Regions from separate parts of the Bicyclus anynana genome. Here region 2 is linked to region 1. The links are chromatin contacts, called in public Hi-C maps. All regions are on one chromosome and are shown on one strand. Each heading gives the region's core, a stretch centred on a gene start, on an enhancer-like site or on the middle of the called end of the contact. The rest is flanking DNA. Distances are from core to core; before and after follow the strand shown. Region 1 holds the start of LOC112049272 (post-GPI attachment to proteins factor 2-like). Region 2 holds the start of LOC112049282 (lysosomal acid glucosylceramidase).

Region 1 (7,562 bases), core at 1,923-4,422:
GGTAATGCAGCCAAGATGAACTATTTTCACGTAGAACTCCCGTCACCCAATGGCCAAATTGATCCAATGTCATTATGGGTGTCAGCAATTCTGGCAGCACATACTCAGGGTTAGCTGACAAGTTGTCCCGTTGCATCATACTCTAAAACAAAAATTTTTTTGTTAAGTACTTAAATACTGAATTTTTTTTAAAGAGCAATCTAAATTAATATTTATAAAGAGATAAGATTTGATTTTTAATTTTTGTTTGTTACAAACAAGCTATAAAACTACTGAACCAATTTTATCAATTTTTTCACAAATGGAAATACTCCTACCGGAATGGGAACTAAAGTACGGCCGCTCAGAGATGGCGTTTCTGACACCTGTCAATGTCAATAAAAGAGATAATATCAATGAGGTATTTAAACATCTTCTAGTAACTTAATTAACGCGTAATGATATTAAAAATTAAATAATAATTATTATTATTATAAATATTGGGTTAAAATTATTAACAATTAATTAATTAACAAATATAAAAAGGTGACACGTGTCAGAAACACAATCACTGAGCAGCCAGACTTTACACAGGTAAGACAGCAGTAGGTTAGCTAGTGAATTAACTGCACTGCTATTATCTGCAAAGAAGACCATAGATCAAATCAAATGAACTTTGCACTAGTTAGTTAACTAGTTTTAAAAAGAAATGTATGTTGATTTTTGAGGCAAATATAGGTAAATTTTTGCATAAATTCATATATTTTTGGAAAAGAATTAATAATTTAATTATTGAATAGCCGCAAGCGTTACTTTGCAGAAGTACATCATGAAACCAGGAGATACTACAGTTAACATCTCCTGAGGATGCTTCGGTTTCGGGATGATGTTGTTGCATGGATTGGTAGGCTTTTTGCGGATGATAGCAAAATAAATAAATTACTATATATTAATAATTTAATTTGTAAAATTACTTGCAAAACCATTTAACAATACATAAATAAAATGACCCCTCTCATTCTGAAAGGAGACTCAAGCGTGAGCCGAATATGGGTTGATAATGATGAAATAAGATGATTAAATACTTGCCTCTAAATGTTCAAAAGCGAACATACTGAATGTCAATGAAGATATGCGTTTACAGTCTGGTACATCAGTACTTGGGCCATGGTAAGCACTCGGAAATAAGTACTTCTCTTGTGGTACCTTTTCTGACCCATCGTCAAGGATAGATGCATGCCAATCAATAGCATTAATATTACCAGCCTTCTCACAGTCTTTGTCTTGAAGGATTTGTGTACCAGAATTTGTATGTTCACCCACATCAAACCAAAGTGCATCTATAACCTTCTGGTGTTTCATAAGATCGTTGTAATTTTCAAATATGGCATCCCAACGCTTTTCTTGGTTTAAAAATGCCAGAAGATCATATGGGCGTTCCATATCAAATGGCGAATTTAGCTGAAATACAAATATGTTTATTTAATTAAAACCTACAAAACCCTGATTTCTGCTGTTGAGTTCATAAAGATTATCTAAAATGTGACACTGATCTTTGTACCAACAGATGTGTTAATGTATGCACCTCCTAGTATCCAGAGCTTTATTGAAACTAATAATTTTTTTTATCCAATGTCATTGAATTTTAATAACATACTATAATATAGTTAATATATCTATACTAATATTATAAAGCTGAAGAGTTTGTTTGTTTGTTTGATTGAACGCACTAATCTCAGGAACTACTGGTCCAATTTGAAAAATTCTTTCAATGTTAGATAGCCCATTTATCGAGGAAGGCTATATATTATCCCCGTATTCCTACGGGAATGTGAACCACATGGGTGAAACTGTGCGGCGTCAGCTAGTATGTAATGAAGTCCAAGAAACAATTACATCTCCAAAAAATACTTGAAAACACTTATAATAAAAAACTGGTGTAAACTTTCATTAATGTGAACATTTTCTCCTTTTAAGATAGTTTTTTATTTAATATTCTAATCATACTAATATTAATAAAGGAGAAAGTCTGTGTGTATGTGTGAATGTTTGTTCCTCCTTAGCGCTGCAGCTAAAATTGGTATAGAAATAGATTTTACTCTGGACTGAGACAAATATCTTAGCAATCCATGGATTCACAGTGTTGGTACCGGGTCCATCAAGTGACAGAGAGAAAAAACTAGAGCAATGTCAAGAACTTGTGGCCAGTGGATGTAGGATTAAGGAATTCCTTGACAATCTATTAACATTCCCCTCCTCCACTCGTGTTGTTCTCCCTGTCTAGCCAAATTTTGTAAGATCCTATTAGAGCAGCTTTGGATACCCATTCTAATATAGAATTAGCTGCAGTTCTAAAGAGGCTAAGGTCTTTAAGCAAGTTACAGAGATTTTGCTGGTAATCCTCTCGCACCTACTTCTTCAACGTACAGGCTAGCAAAATCACTACCTCTGTTTAAGATTTAGACAAATTTAACAAAAATATTAATTCCAGTAGGTAGGTATAACCGATATTAGCGGAAGCATATCGTATTGTATGTTAGTGAACCCGGTGAACAGAGATAACGTGATTTCACAGTTAAAAACACACATTGAATGAAAAAATAACATACCCTCGGCTGAATTAGCCCACTCTCAGTGACTATCCAGTGGGTTGAAGATTCAACTTCGATTGATAACATCACCCACACACTTAATAAAATAAAGAATTTACTAAACCACATTTTGAGGCTTGCGCTTTGTAAAATTGATCCGAAATATCTCTCATTTATTCATAAAATATGATTGCTGATTTTTCTTCTGAAAATACAAACACTGTAGCGCATGACCAACGCGCAAGTTTGTTTGCGCATGCGGCATGACATATTTTTTGCGGTTGATAACGATTTGTCAATGTCAGTAAGATGTCAATGTCATCTATTAAGCCCATAGACTAGAACACACAGACGAATAAGTAATAAAAAATCTCGGAAGCATTATAACATGCCTTCAAGCATTTTTTGCACATAATAAAATATAATAGAGTTTGGCTAATTATAGTAGAGACTGAAAACGCCTGCCAAATTTAAAGATGTCAGAGTAAAATGTTACACATAAAGTGCAAATATTAAATACACATTTATGCAAATAAAATAACTGAGTTTTATACATAAAGTATAGTTCTTTTTCCGGTTGGCCGCTTCCTCCTCCGCTCTGGCTCTTTATTAGCTTTTGGTTTAATACATAGGTTTATTCCGATTTTGATGATTCCTTTTTTATATCTCTGATATAGTTATATTAAAAATATAGCAACCTTTTTTTACGTTTTTTTTATTACGACATATTGATAATGTGCTTCTTTATAAAGGTTGACATTATTCTACTGGTTAATCAATATTTTACCAACATCCTCAACTTGTATACGTCCAGGAAATAATAATAAACTAGAGTAATAAATATTTTAAACTTTATTGATTGTTATTTTATATTGTTGTTAGTATGCAACGCAACAACAAGACCATTTCATGACGTGCAACGTCTGCGCGCAATGAAAATCAAACTTTTCTATTGATTTGAAGAAAATTTACTCCTATGCTATCTACCTGCCTACAACATCAAATAAACGCAATATTTTAACAATAAAATCTTGCTTTGCTGTTGTCCACTTGAATAACTGCGCTTAATAGGTCAAAAAATATATTCTATGCTACGCAATGAAAAGCTCTTCAACCCCAAATGCGCAAGTCCAAGTAACTTCATTCATTCCACGCCTCAAGTCATTTTTACTCGTTTTAGCACTGTGCTTTTGTGAAAGCGCACATTTTAATGTACAAAATATTAAATCTATTGTTATCTATGTATCAGTACAAATATATTTTCCGCACGGTTGACAAGATTTTCGATTTTTCTCATTTGGAAGTGTAGCAAGTTTTCAGTGATAATGAATCCAATAAAAACAATGAGCATCGGATGAAAGGGGTTGTTGTTTAATTATGATATTAATGATTAAAAGTGAGTGAGACGGAAAATGGGAAATGACGCACAAGTAGAGATACCAACACACTCGAAAGAGCAGGATAAATCTCATACAAAGGAATCGTGTATTGTAGACAGAACTATCAAAACTTTAAATTACAAGGTGCATATTAGATAACAATTTTTACAATTACCGTGAATTTATTATGTTCATTGTATTTTTTTATTTCTTCAGGGACTGCTATGGTCATGTTCTCTGAGAAGGATATGTTTAAGTGCCCTATGGCTTCCACTAGGTGCTTTAGTATTTTGTTATGTGACAGCGTCTATATTCCAGGCAGATGATATCCATGAAACACACTGTAGGGTAAGTTTAGAAGCCATGATGAAAAATAATTACTTGCACAAAACGCAACCATTCAGTTAAGTAAATAATCTCATGCTGATGCTATGGGTATTAGTATGTTACGTAAACTATTTTCTTACAATTTGTTTTTATAGGTTTATAATGTAGTTCCATCAATAAGTGCAATTACGGGGATCAGCCCACAAAGATATGTTTGGAGAATATGCATTGCTTACCACCTAGGACCAAGACTGTTAATAGGTTCGTTATATTACAACTACCATAAAGAACGCACTTCATATATCTTCGAAGATAAGGCAAGTTTTGTAGAAGCCAAGTTGGAATTATGTAACATAATACATGTATGCCTAAATAAGAAATCTGTTTTAGGTACGCAATTTAGCTATAAATTTAGGAGAAGCTTGTTACTGGTTGAACCTGATAGAGTTACTTGCACTAACTGGAGTTACATATGTCTCCAACAGGGAAAATTACTGTAAGTTATAATTTATGTATTCTTAATATCTGTAAAATAGGTGTAATTTATCGTCAGAATTTACATCAAATCAGGGAAATAATATTCCCTGGATTCAAAGAGTTTAAGCTTTAAGTTGTAAAGAATTTAAGCAATATTTAACAAAGTCAGCAACAAGATTAAGTACAATATTTATTGATAAAAAATACAATAAAAATTTATGGACTAAATCAGCAATCGAGGCGTAGAAATTACTAGCAAATAGTAAAATGAATTTTATCATAGGAGTTGTTTCCTTGCCTATCTAATTGTTTGAGTGATTCTTCATCTGCACTCTATTAAACATTTGTATAATTATCAAAACTTTTTGAATTTTTTTCCAGTCGTACACGAGAAGATATTCATTATATTCATGGTGACATCGCTCCTTCATATGCTATGCCGCGCGCGTGTTGGCTGCTTAGCCAGCGATGTCGTGGAGCCAGTGAAGACGAACAAGCTCGTGTGGATCCTATTCTTTGTGGCCATCTGTGCTACTATTGGCCTTATTGTCTTCTTTTTGAGACACCGACTGCTTTGTCGACCACTCGGTAGGTATCATAAGCATAGGCTCTTTTCCAGTTCCTATAAGTGTTGTAAATGTTTTAACGAATTTAAAATGTCTACCATTTTTATTCTGAATCAAATATTAACATTAACTTACCTTAATTTTTTTCAGCATTTACGTGGTTTTCAATTTGCGAGTACATCCTTGCGACAGCGAATATGGCATTCCACGCGCTCATTGTCCAAGATCTTCCGGTACACGAGCTACAAGTTGTATGCCCCACAGGCAAGACCAACTAATTTAATATTCTTTGTATTAAGGATGAACTAAACAACCAACAATAATTCCATCGATAGTGTGAATCCTATTACAACTGTTATTTTTTTAATTTCACATCATAAATCATTCATACACATTATCAACGACCAAACTGATAAAATTAATTTATTCATTAATTACGCAAATAAATTTTCAGTCAAATGAATGCTTAAATTAACTGAAAACTTAACTAAAGCTGTCATTGATTACAAAAAAATTGAAGGAGTAGATTTGAAAATGAAAAATTGATGGTAAGTATTTTGATAATCCTAGTTTGACAAAAATCTAATATTGCACAAATGTTTGATCATTTCTATATACATATTACGACCTAACCCCTTCCAACATTCCAAAACCCAGTGAAGCTGCATCATACCCATTAAAAAGTTTACAACAACACACAATCAGAATTTTAAAAAGATGATATCTCCATTGATGAAACAGCGCTGGACATAATCAACAATTATTATTTATAATTAGGGAGTCGAATAGTGTGCCCTTTCGCCGTCCCTGTCGTTGGTGTTAGTTTGACAATAATTTTGCGCTAATGCCTTTTATTATCACTATAAAGTTTGGCGCGCGAAATTTGATTTTTAATTTTTTACAAATGAAATATGGTTTTCATTAAATGTTGAAGTTAGTTTCACAACATTTGATAGATAATCTTATCATCTGCTATCTACTGCCGCAGATTATTGCTTATTATAATATTCTGGGATACATTTTATTTCGACGGCCAATTTACCTACTTAATGAAAAGTACTTTTTTGTAAAACAGTACCAGGGAACAAACGCGATTTGGTCGTTAATTTAATGAGAACGCAAATTATTACTTAATCGTCGTAAAAAATTATGTAAATCGCGGTTTTTCCACCCTTATAGCAATAGGCAAATGCTTTATTTTCAATTAGGTATTAACAACACAATAAAATTACTTAGATACCCATAATTTCTATATTATATAAATTTTAAAGCAAACGCAAGCCTTCCAAAAATTTGACATATTTTATTTTGTTAGGACGAATAGGCAACATGGTATACAAAGATCAGTATAATTTTTAAATAAAATCTTCTGGTCTTGTAGTATACCTACGTTGAAGCCTTTGATCTAATGTGCAAGTATTAATAACATAGGGATTTCAATAGATTAATATGCATAGGATCAAATTTGGAGTATAAGTTTGATATTATATAATAATTTGTTTTTAAATTAGATATTAAACATTGACACAATAGAACGTAAGAAATCTAGTAGATATAAAAAAATATTGTAACATGCCGAGTAGGCTTTTGGCTTGTAAAAGTGTGCTCTTTGCATAACAATAATATTTTGAATTTTAAAAATGAACGCCAAATTTTTGCAATTTTAGTTAAAACAATGACAAAATTGGCGAAATGTTTTTATGTAAATTATTATACCTACCATAAATTTTTAATAATGTTACATTAATTAGTTAATTTATTTATGCTTCTAAGTTAGGATTTAAATATGTTATTGTTATAAAATTATATTAGGTAATTTATTTCGAGCAATAAGTAGTGTACGATCATATGTTATTACTTATAATTAAAATAATTAAAAAAAATTATACACATTTGATAGACATCTAGATTTAAGTTGCTTGAAACTTTGATAAGATATTAAAAAATAATAGAGTAGGTATTATGTACTTACTTAACTATACGTATTGTTAATGCTTGACTGTGTAATATCTTTATCTTATGACCAAATATTTGTTTTTAAATCACTTTAGGTGTACTATATTTAGTTTTTGAATATTTTCATTTGTTATCTTTTTAATTTTAGCTTAACTAATTTTGTGGATCTACTCTGTTTTGTCATAGGTATATCAAAATAAAATTAAATAAATTTCTTTGTCTTCTTAATTCTTTTGACTATTTGAGTGTATCTAGTACAAAATAACTTAAAGACTACATTTCTAATT
Region 2 (7,562 bases), core at 2,663-5,162, 130 kb after region 1:
TAAAAATCATGAAATGTTTTGCATTCATACTCAGTCTGTATTGAAGTCGCGTCGTCTATGGAGGGTTTATTTGTGCATTAAATAGCGTTTAGTTTCAAGACATGCGGTAGGAAAATATAATCTTAGTTTTAATTATAAGAGATTTTTGTATTTATTTCATAGATTTATATTAGATAATTTGTAAAGTGATTAGATTTAAGCGTTTTCTTTTTTTTTCTTTTGTTTAAAATATGGCGATGGTCGTTCAAAAATTCGTAGGCGAAGTTTTCAAGCACTTAGTACTTACTTAAGATCAACTTAAATGTTTTGTTGCTTTTATATCTATTCTTTTGAAATTAAAATGAATCAATTAATAACTTTGGTTCTAAACGAACGATTGTGCGAGACAATAGAAATAGATCTGTCTTGTGATTTTAATAAAATAATTATTATGTACTCAAATGAGATTAACTGTCCTTTTGCTATTTAGTTAACTTGAGAGTTCTAAACGACGTTCAGTAGATAATGTCCTTAGATGATACAATGTAAATAGTTTATTTTTAGTGCATTTCTTTCAGTTGTAGTTCTAAGTGATTTCTGCTTCTAAAGTTCTTTCATATCGACAATCTGCCATATCAATATGAAAATGAAAATATTGTCGGTGGCGTTGAAGAAAATCATTTGCAAGCATTAAAATGTCCATTTATTGTTTTGGTTCATCATCAAAATTCATCAAATATCAGCAAATGATTAGCTGCAAGGCTATCTGACGCGTGTACAGTATTTTAAAGATAAAATTACGTTAAAGATTTGTATGAAAATTTAATTATATTGTCTTCTTAAAATTGCGTGTTTATTATTTTGGAAAACCCTTGTCCTTTTCTTCTTTCTTCGATGATAAGTTAACCCTTTACAATTAATACTTTACAGACTTCAAAACTAGCTTTTGGCTGATAGGAGGCTTCGGCCATAGCTAGTTACCCTACCGGCAAAGACGTATCGCCAAGCGATTTAGCATTCCGGTACGATGTAGTGTAGAAACCGAAAGGGGTGTGGATTTTCATCTTACTCCTAACAAGTTAGCCTGCTTCCATCTTAGATTGCATCATCAATTACCATTAGGTCAGATTGTCGTTAAGGACTAACTGGTAAAGAATAAAAAAAAAAACATTACCTACATTTTTTTGAACTTTTAGGGTTAGGGTTTATAGTCCGGTCAATTTAGACCAAAAATTTAGACCTTCACCATCACCTTTGACTTTGAATAAAAAAAATTCCATACACGGGAACGATGGGGAACTTTTAAACATTGTTTATAATTATTGATTTTCAGCTTGTTGAGATTTTATGCATCTTCGAATGTTTAAATTGACCGTAATATTACGCCTTGGAGCAGGTCATTAATGATGCCTAATGATATAATGATGATATATTGGATGGTATAAAGCAAACTTATCCAAATATAAAGCACCCAAAGTCAAAGCGACTTCCTAAGATAGAATAACCTTAATTTATTTTATAAAGAAATTCTTGGTGGCTCAAGCAGTGGCGGATTTACTCTAAAGCCCAGTTAGCCCGGGCCTAGAACGGCAAAATATTAGGGGCGGCCATTTATGTCATTTTTTTAAAATAGTTAAACGTTTTAAATGTTTCATGAAAATTATTCCCAAAACCTCAGAAAATATACTAGCAGACGCCACGCGGTTTCACTCGCGTAGTTTCCGTAGGAATACGGAAATAAAATGCTATATTTTATCCCCGTATTCCCGGGGATAGTGTAGCTTCCCAGCAGTAAATAATTTTTCAAATCGGTTGAGTAATTTCGGAGCCTATTCAATGCAAACAAAAAATCAAATCTTTCCTTTTTATAATATTACTATAGAAATATAGAGTAGCAAATATTTTGCTATAGTTCACTATTACAAGTACTAGTTTCCTAGAGCTGCTAGTTTATTGACTTGATTTTGATAAATGGCAATAAAACGTTGTCTTTAAATTATAGTCTACTAGGGGACGCCCGCGACTTCTTACGCGTAATATTCTGTTTTTTAATCCCGCCGCAGGCATGTAGTTTTTCGGAATAAAAAGTATCTAGTCTATGTTTTGCTCCAAGGTTCAATTTATATGTATACCGAATTTCATCCAAATCGGTTAAGCAGGTGTATTTTATTTTAAAGTTATGTCTATGGATAAATACAACGGATGGTGCAAAATGGGCGGTAAGGTGGTACTTTGGGGCCTAGGGCGGCCAAGACTACAAATCCGCCACTGGGCTCCGATAACTATTAGATAAGACGGAAAGTTGAGTCAGTTGTTGTAAATCGTTTATTTGAATGTCAATACTGTCACGGTATCTGTCATCAAGGTATTATTATTCAATTTGTTGATAAATATAATCAAATTCGATCAATTAGTAGTTGATCTAGCAGATTTTATCAACTAAGTCAATGTACAGTTCTATGAATAAATTATGAGTTCAGGAATAATGCTTCCTGAACTCTCGTAGTATCTGTGTGTTCAAATCAGTAATAAGACCTACTAAAGAACATAGCTCAATGAGTCATATTCTGACGACCTCTATTCTCAACAAATATCCTAGGTTCGACTCCCAGTTCGTGCCGGTTCAATCGGTTCTGAAGGACCTGTATGGGGTTCATGACGACTTTGGACAGTGGGCAAACACTACAATAGACAAATATGTCATTACCTATTGGGTAGATGTCTTATAGCGTAAAAGATGAGAGAGAGAGAGACGACCCATCACATAAGCAGCTCTTTTTTTGGCTTTCTGTATGTGATTTGCAAGCTCATATGGGTATCAGAGGTCACACCTAGGTATTTGGCAATGCGTTACCAGGAGATGGGAGATCCGTGTAGGGAGACCTCTTTTAAAATCGAAATAACGCCGCGCAAGTTTCCTTGACAAGAGTACTTACTGCTGCACTCTTCTCTGGGTTTACCACTATCCTCCATTTGCGAAGCTACTTTGCTAAGCTTGTTACCGCTTTCTGGAGGCGGACTATTATTGATTGACGGTAAGGGTGCGTCACATACAGAAGCGGGAAGACCAGACCAAGTAGCAAGTCTATTCTCATTCTACGATCGCTAACGCTTCGAAAACTAGAAAGATGTATTGGAATGACATTTGCTATCGACAGGTCACGTGATCAAGATCTGTCATTCCCATATATTTTTCTAGTTTTCGAAGCGTTAGCGATAGTAGAAAGAGAATCGATGTGCTACTTGGCTAGGGGGCAGTATCGTTTTTTTTTACATTAAAAGCATCTGGTCACAATCTGACAAACATTTAATGTAGGTAGTGTAGGTAATTTAGGTACTACTATAGTCTGGCAAGACTGCGTGGGTGTGAAATCGTGCGTGCGGGGAAGTAGGTGCATAAGTCGTGGGGTTTTCATTCATCGCTACACGCCCCCCGGCCCGCGCGGACCATCGGGAGTGTTAAGAACGAAGTTGCCAAGCTATACAGTATATTTTATTACAAGTCGATGTGAAAGTAGGTTAAGATTTAAGAAGTCAGAATATATACTGACGGTTTTTGTCGTGCATTCTTTAGTTTCAAAGTTTTGTTTAAATTAACTTAAATTGTGGTACCGTCTTTCCTATACCGTAAACTGTGATATTTAAATAGTTTTTTAAGTAAGTAATGTTTTTGTTAAGATGAAAGCTTTTTTTGTGTTTGTAAACGAAGCCTACTTGAAATGAATTAATTTTGATTTGATTTTGAGCACATTACCTACATTTTTGAACTTTTGTTGCCGACTGTACGTACAGTAGTACACTTTCTATCTTGATCAACTATCTGTAATCTGTAACTAGGTATTAATATCTAAATATAAGGAGTATTAAATATCTCAAGATTAAAAAAAAAATTAATTAAATATAAGATAATGAAGATAAAATAGCACATTTCTTTAAAATTTGCCGATAGTTATTATTTATTAGCGATTTATTATCAAACGTAAGTCAACCCAACTGATTTTAATTGAGTGTAGTTATTATAAGTGTTAAGTCGTTATTAAAACGTAATAAATTTATTTTCAGATGTTACGCCATAAAAACATTCGAATATTTTTAGTTATAGCTGTTTTACAATTTTCATTTTTATTTGGAAAATGTGGTAAGTTTACACAACAGATACTCAACTGGAAATCAACCTTCGACTGGAAATTTCTTAAATAAAAGCATTAGTATTAAAAATAAATATTTCTGGATTTCCCTATAACGTCTATAGCTACTAGATAGGCTCTCAAATTACCCGCATTTTACGAGTAAAACAATACCTAGTAAGCAACGAAATAAAATAATGTACCTACCTACGTGTTACTAACTCACAAACTTGATAGAAAATCGATCACTAGCTCTAAATCTCTATGTCTAACACGATATTACTTGAGACTAATTCAAAACTGACAGTCAAGTTATAATAACTTAAAATAGTTTAAAAAACTAAAAAAAAAAGCTTATAGCACGCACTAAAAATTATAAATATTGGATATAAGCCACGTGACTATTTTTTTCGTATTCCTGACAGCAAACCCTTTCATTTGATATCCATATCATGGGGGTGGAGCAGCCATCTTGGGGAAGCCGCCATATTGGATTTGTAATGACGTTTCTTACCTAGTCATGTCATCAGAGCGTGTGCGAAATTTCACCCTAATCGAAGACCGGGAATTGTGTCAAATTAAGATTCCAAGATTTGATTTTCTTACATAGTTGCAAGTGATTGGGAAGCCCGCCATATTGGATTTGTAATGTTTCTTAGCTAGTCATGTATTGTCATCAGAACTCAGAGCGTGTGCAAACATCCTAATCGAAGACCGGGAAGTGGGTCAAATTAAGATTCGCTTAAGTGAAGCGAAAGCTAAAGCGTGTAAAAAAAAGTCACAGAATACAAATATAAGATAATCAAATCAATATACTTTCAGATTTACCATGCAGGGCCCGGGATGTCGGCATAGCGGGACGTTCAGCAGTGTGCGTGTGTGACGCCACCTACTGTGACACGGTGACTCGCAATGCACCAGCGCCTGGCACTTACGTCACTTACACCAGCAGCCGAGTAAGTAATAATCGTATTCACTGCTAAACTCTCAATAGCTCAACGGTAATGGGATCAGACTCTGACGACCAGTTTCTTCATCGTAAGTAAAAGTGACGGTCTTAATCACGGAAAAATAAAGTCTTCTTTACTATTTACTACTTTTACTGTTACTTTAGCTTTACATGATGAAACTGGCTGTGAGAGGTCGTGGTTTAATCCCCGCTCATAGATCTCCTATCAAAAAGTGGATGCACATTCATCGACCAAAAAACGTCCCCACTCAACGAGTGCCAAACACAGCTTCTTGACACTCAATTCAAGTAGTCCCATTTGCAAATTCAACCTTAAACTCAATTCTTAAGGTTGAATTTGCTCTGAATTTGGGATTTTATTGAATATTGGACTATATTTAAAGGCATTTAGGTATAGGTATAGGTACTAGTCTTTCCGACTTTTAGTTGGAGTGGAATGAGAATATTGGTCTTATTTATAGGATATGGCAAATATTCTTTAACTATGTACCTTGAACATAATTACCTACATATATATTTCAGGCTGGCAAACGTTTCGAAAAGAGTGGTGGTGTTATAGAAACCAATTCCCATAATAAAAAAGATGCTAAACAGCAAATGAACGGAAAAGACGATGTATCAGACAATATACAACGTAAGTCCAACTTACAAGGCAGACATAGAGTAGACTTATCTTCATGTAAGGTTGTCACTTAAATATAATGTAAAATTTCAGCAAAAATTTTCAACGACGCATCATACAGGCTGTTTTCTAACGTCCAATACCAAACTATCGAAGGATTCGGAGGTTCTGTAACGGATGCTGCCGGTGTCAATTGGCGTAAACTATCTTTTAATACACAAACACATTTTGTCAAGTGAGTAACCTTCTTTATTATGGAACGATTTGTTAAGTCTTTGTCGAATAATTCATGTTAGCTTCATCAAAGTACCTTCAAATAAAGAACTACCTTTCCTGGGTTCCTGTTCCCTGACGAATTTACATAATCTAAAGAAAAATAACAGTAATTTTCCTAAGTAACAAAATCAAATTTCTTGATTGCAGTTCTTATTTCTCAAAAGAGGGGCTGGAGTACAATTTGATCCGTGTGCCGATAGGTGGTGCTGACTTCTCAACTCACCCATACACCTATAATGAGTACCCTTGGAACGATGCTGCTCTCAGCAATTTTTCTTTAACTGTTGAAGACTACTTTTATAAGGTATGGAAGAAATTTATACAATTTTATACAGATAGGTACAGATACAGAGTTCGCTTCAAGAAGATGAGCCCTTTTTATGAAAACCTAAATAAAACTGGCAATTTAAAGGCAGAAAGGCTATATAGAATCGAAAAAAAGGCACAAGACCAATTGTGGACACTAGAATTCGTAATTTGGAATAGATCTATTGGTGTTAAAGTAGACAAGTTTTTCCCTCGGTGAAATGCACAAGAAAGAATTGAAAATCTCAAAGATTTCTAGCACGTTTATTATAGCTTATTGTTTTGTTTTCAGTTGCCATTAATCAAAAGGGCTATGGCAGTAGCTACATCTGAGATAAAGATAACTGCGAGCACATGGTCACCCCCAGTTTGGATGAAAACAAATAACGCAATCACAGGCTTCGCACAACTCAGACCGCAGTACTATCAGAGTTATGCTGATTATCATATACGGTAAAAATAATACCTACAATACTGTTTATAATTGGTTACCTAGGACATTTAAGCACTTTTGATAAATCTTGATTATAATTTAGAAAATCTTTTGAAAAGGATACCTAGTACCTAAAACTTCAATAAGTAAAACGAAAGGGCTCCAAAAGTTCGAACGAAAAGTTCTTCCAAGCTAAGTAACCATAACTCGAACTATTTCTCAATTCTTAAAATATATAGTGCAATCAATCGGTTTTAAGTAAGTGAAACAAAATTGGACACATACACTTAATGTTTCAAATTTTGAAAATGTTATTTTCAGGTTCATGGAAGAATACGAAAAATCAGACGTGCACATTTGGGCTCTTACAACTACAAATGAACCAGTCAATGGAATTATTCCATTTGTAGACTTCAATTCTTTGGGATGGTTCCCTTGGGATTTGGTACGTTTTCTCTAATTTTAAATAAATTTATTATAATTCCAGGAAGGTAGGTAAGTATATTTAGATATTTAATGAAAATCTACCAAGAATAATTTATGTTCTGTTTACCTATCTATTTCGACTTTTAGGGACACTGGGTAGCGGATAATCTTGGACCAACATTGAGGAATTCCCGTTTCAACAAAACTCTAATATTTGCTGTGGACGACCAAAGATATCTCATAGATGTTTATCTTCAAGGCGTAAGTTTAAAAATTACAAAAGACAAAAATTACCAATACCCTAGTCCCTAGTTAGAGATTTTTCAACTTTTTTCAGCAGTCATGGAAAAATATGAACAAAGAAACAAAAAAAAATATGTCATTCAGTTCGAAACTGAATTTAATATGTGTTCATATTTTCCC

What was found. A called contact is a pair of places that touch in the nucleus more often than the background predicts.
Region 2: a Hi-C map of whole larva shows a contact between it and region 1, with 5 times the contacts expected there. The contact joins the promoter of LOC112049282 here to the promoter of LOC112049272 in region 1. A contact is called at or near these places in 2 of 2 Hi-C or Micro-C datasets (whole body and whole larva).

The regions. Positions count from the first base shown.
Region 1 is chr6:4,711,950-4,719,511 of ilBicAnyn1.1, forward strand. LOC112049272 (post-GPI attachment to proteins factor 2-like) reads left to right here and starts at 3,173. Exons shown (of 6, transcript XM_024087101.2): 1 at 3,173-4,093; 2 at 4,268-4,297; 3 at 4,432-4,593; 4 at 4,667-4,772; 5 at 5,135-5,341; 6 at 5,470-7,562. The coding sequence starts at 3,983. The coding sequence ends at 5,597. It overlaps LOC112053846 (tetratricopeptide repeat protein 17), which reads right to left. Exons shown (of 19, transcript XM_052882240.1): 2 at 1,069-1,440; 3 at 1-142. The coding sequence starts at 1,422.
Region 2 is chr6:4,843,935-4,851,496 of ilBicAnyn1.1, forward strand. It overlaps LOC112049282 (lysosomal acid glucosylceramidase), which reads left to right and starts at 3,913. Exons shown (of 12, transcript XM_052882243.1): 1 at 3,913-4,117; 2 at 4,929-5,062; 3 at 5,599-5,710; 4 at 5,792-5,933; 5 at 6,122-6,278; 6 at 6,573-6,733; 7 at 7,035-7,158; 8 at 7,287-7,400. The coding sequence starts at 4,042. It overlaps LOC112049271 (protein scalloped), which reads left to right. Exons shown (of 10, transcript XM_052882242.1): 10 at 1-824.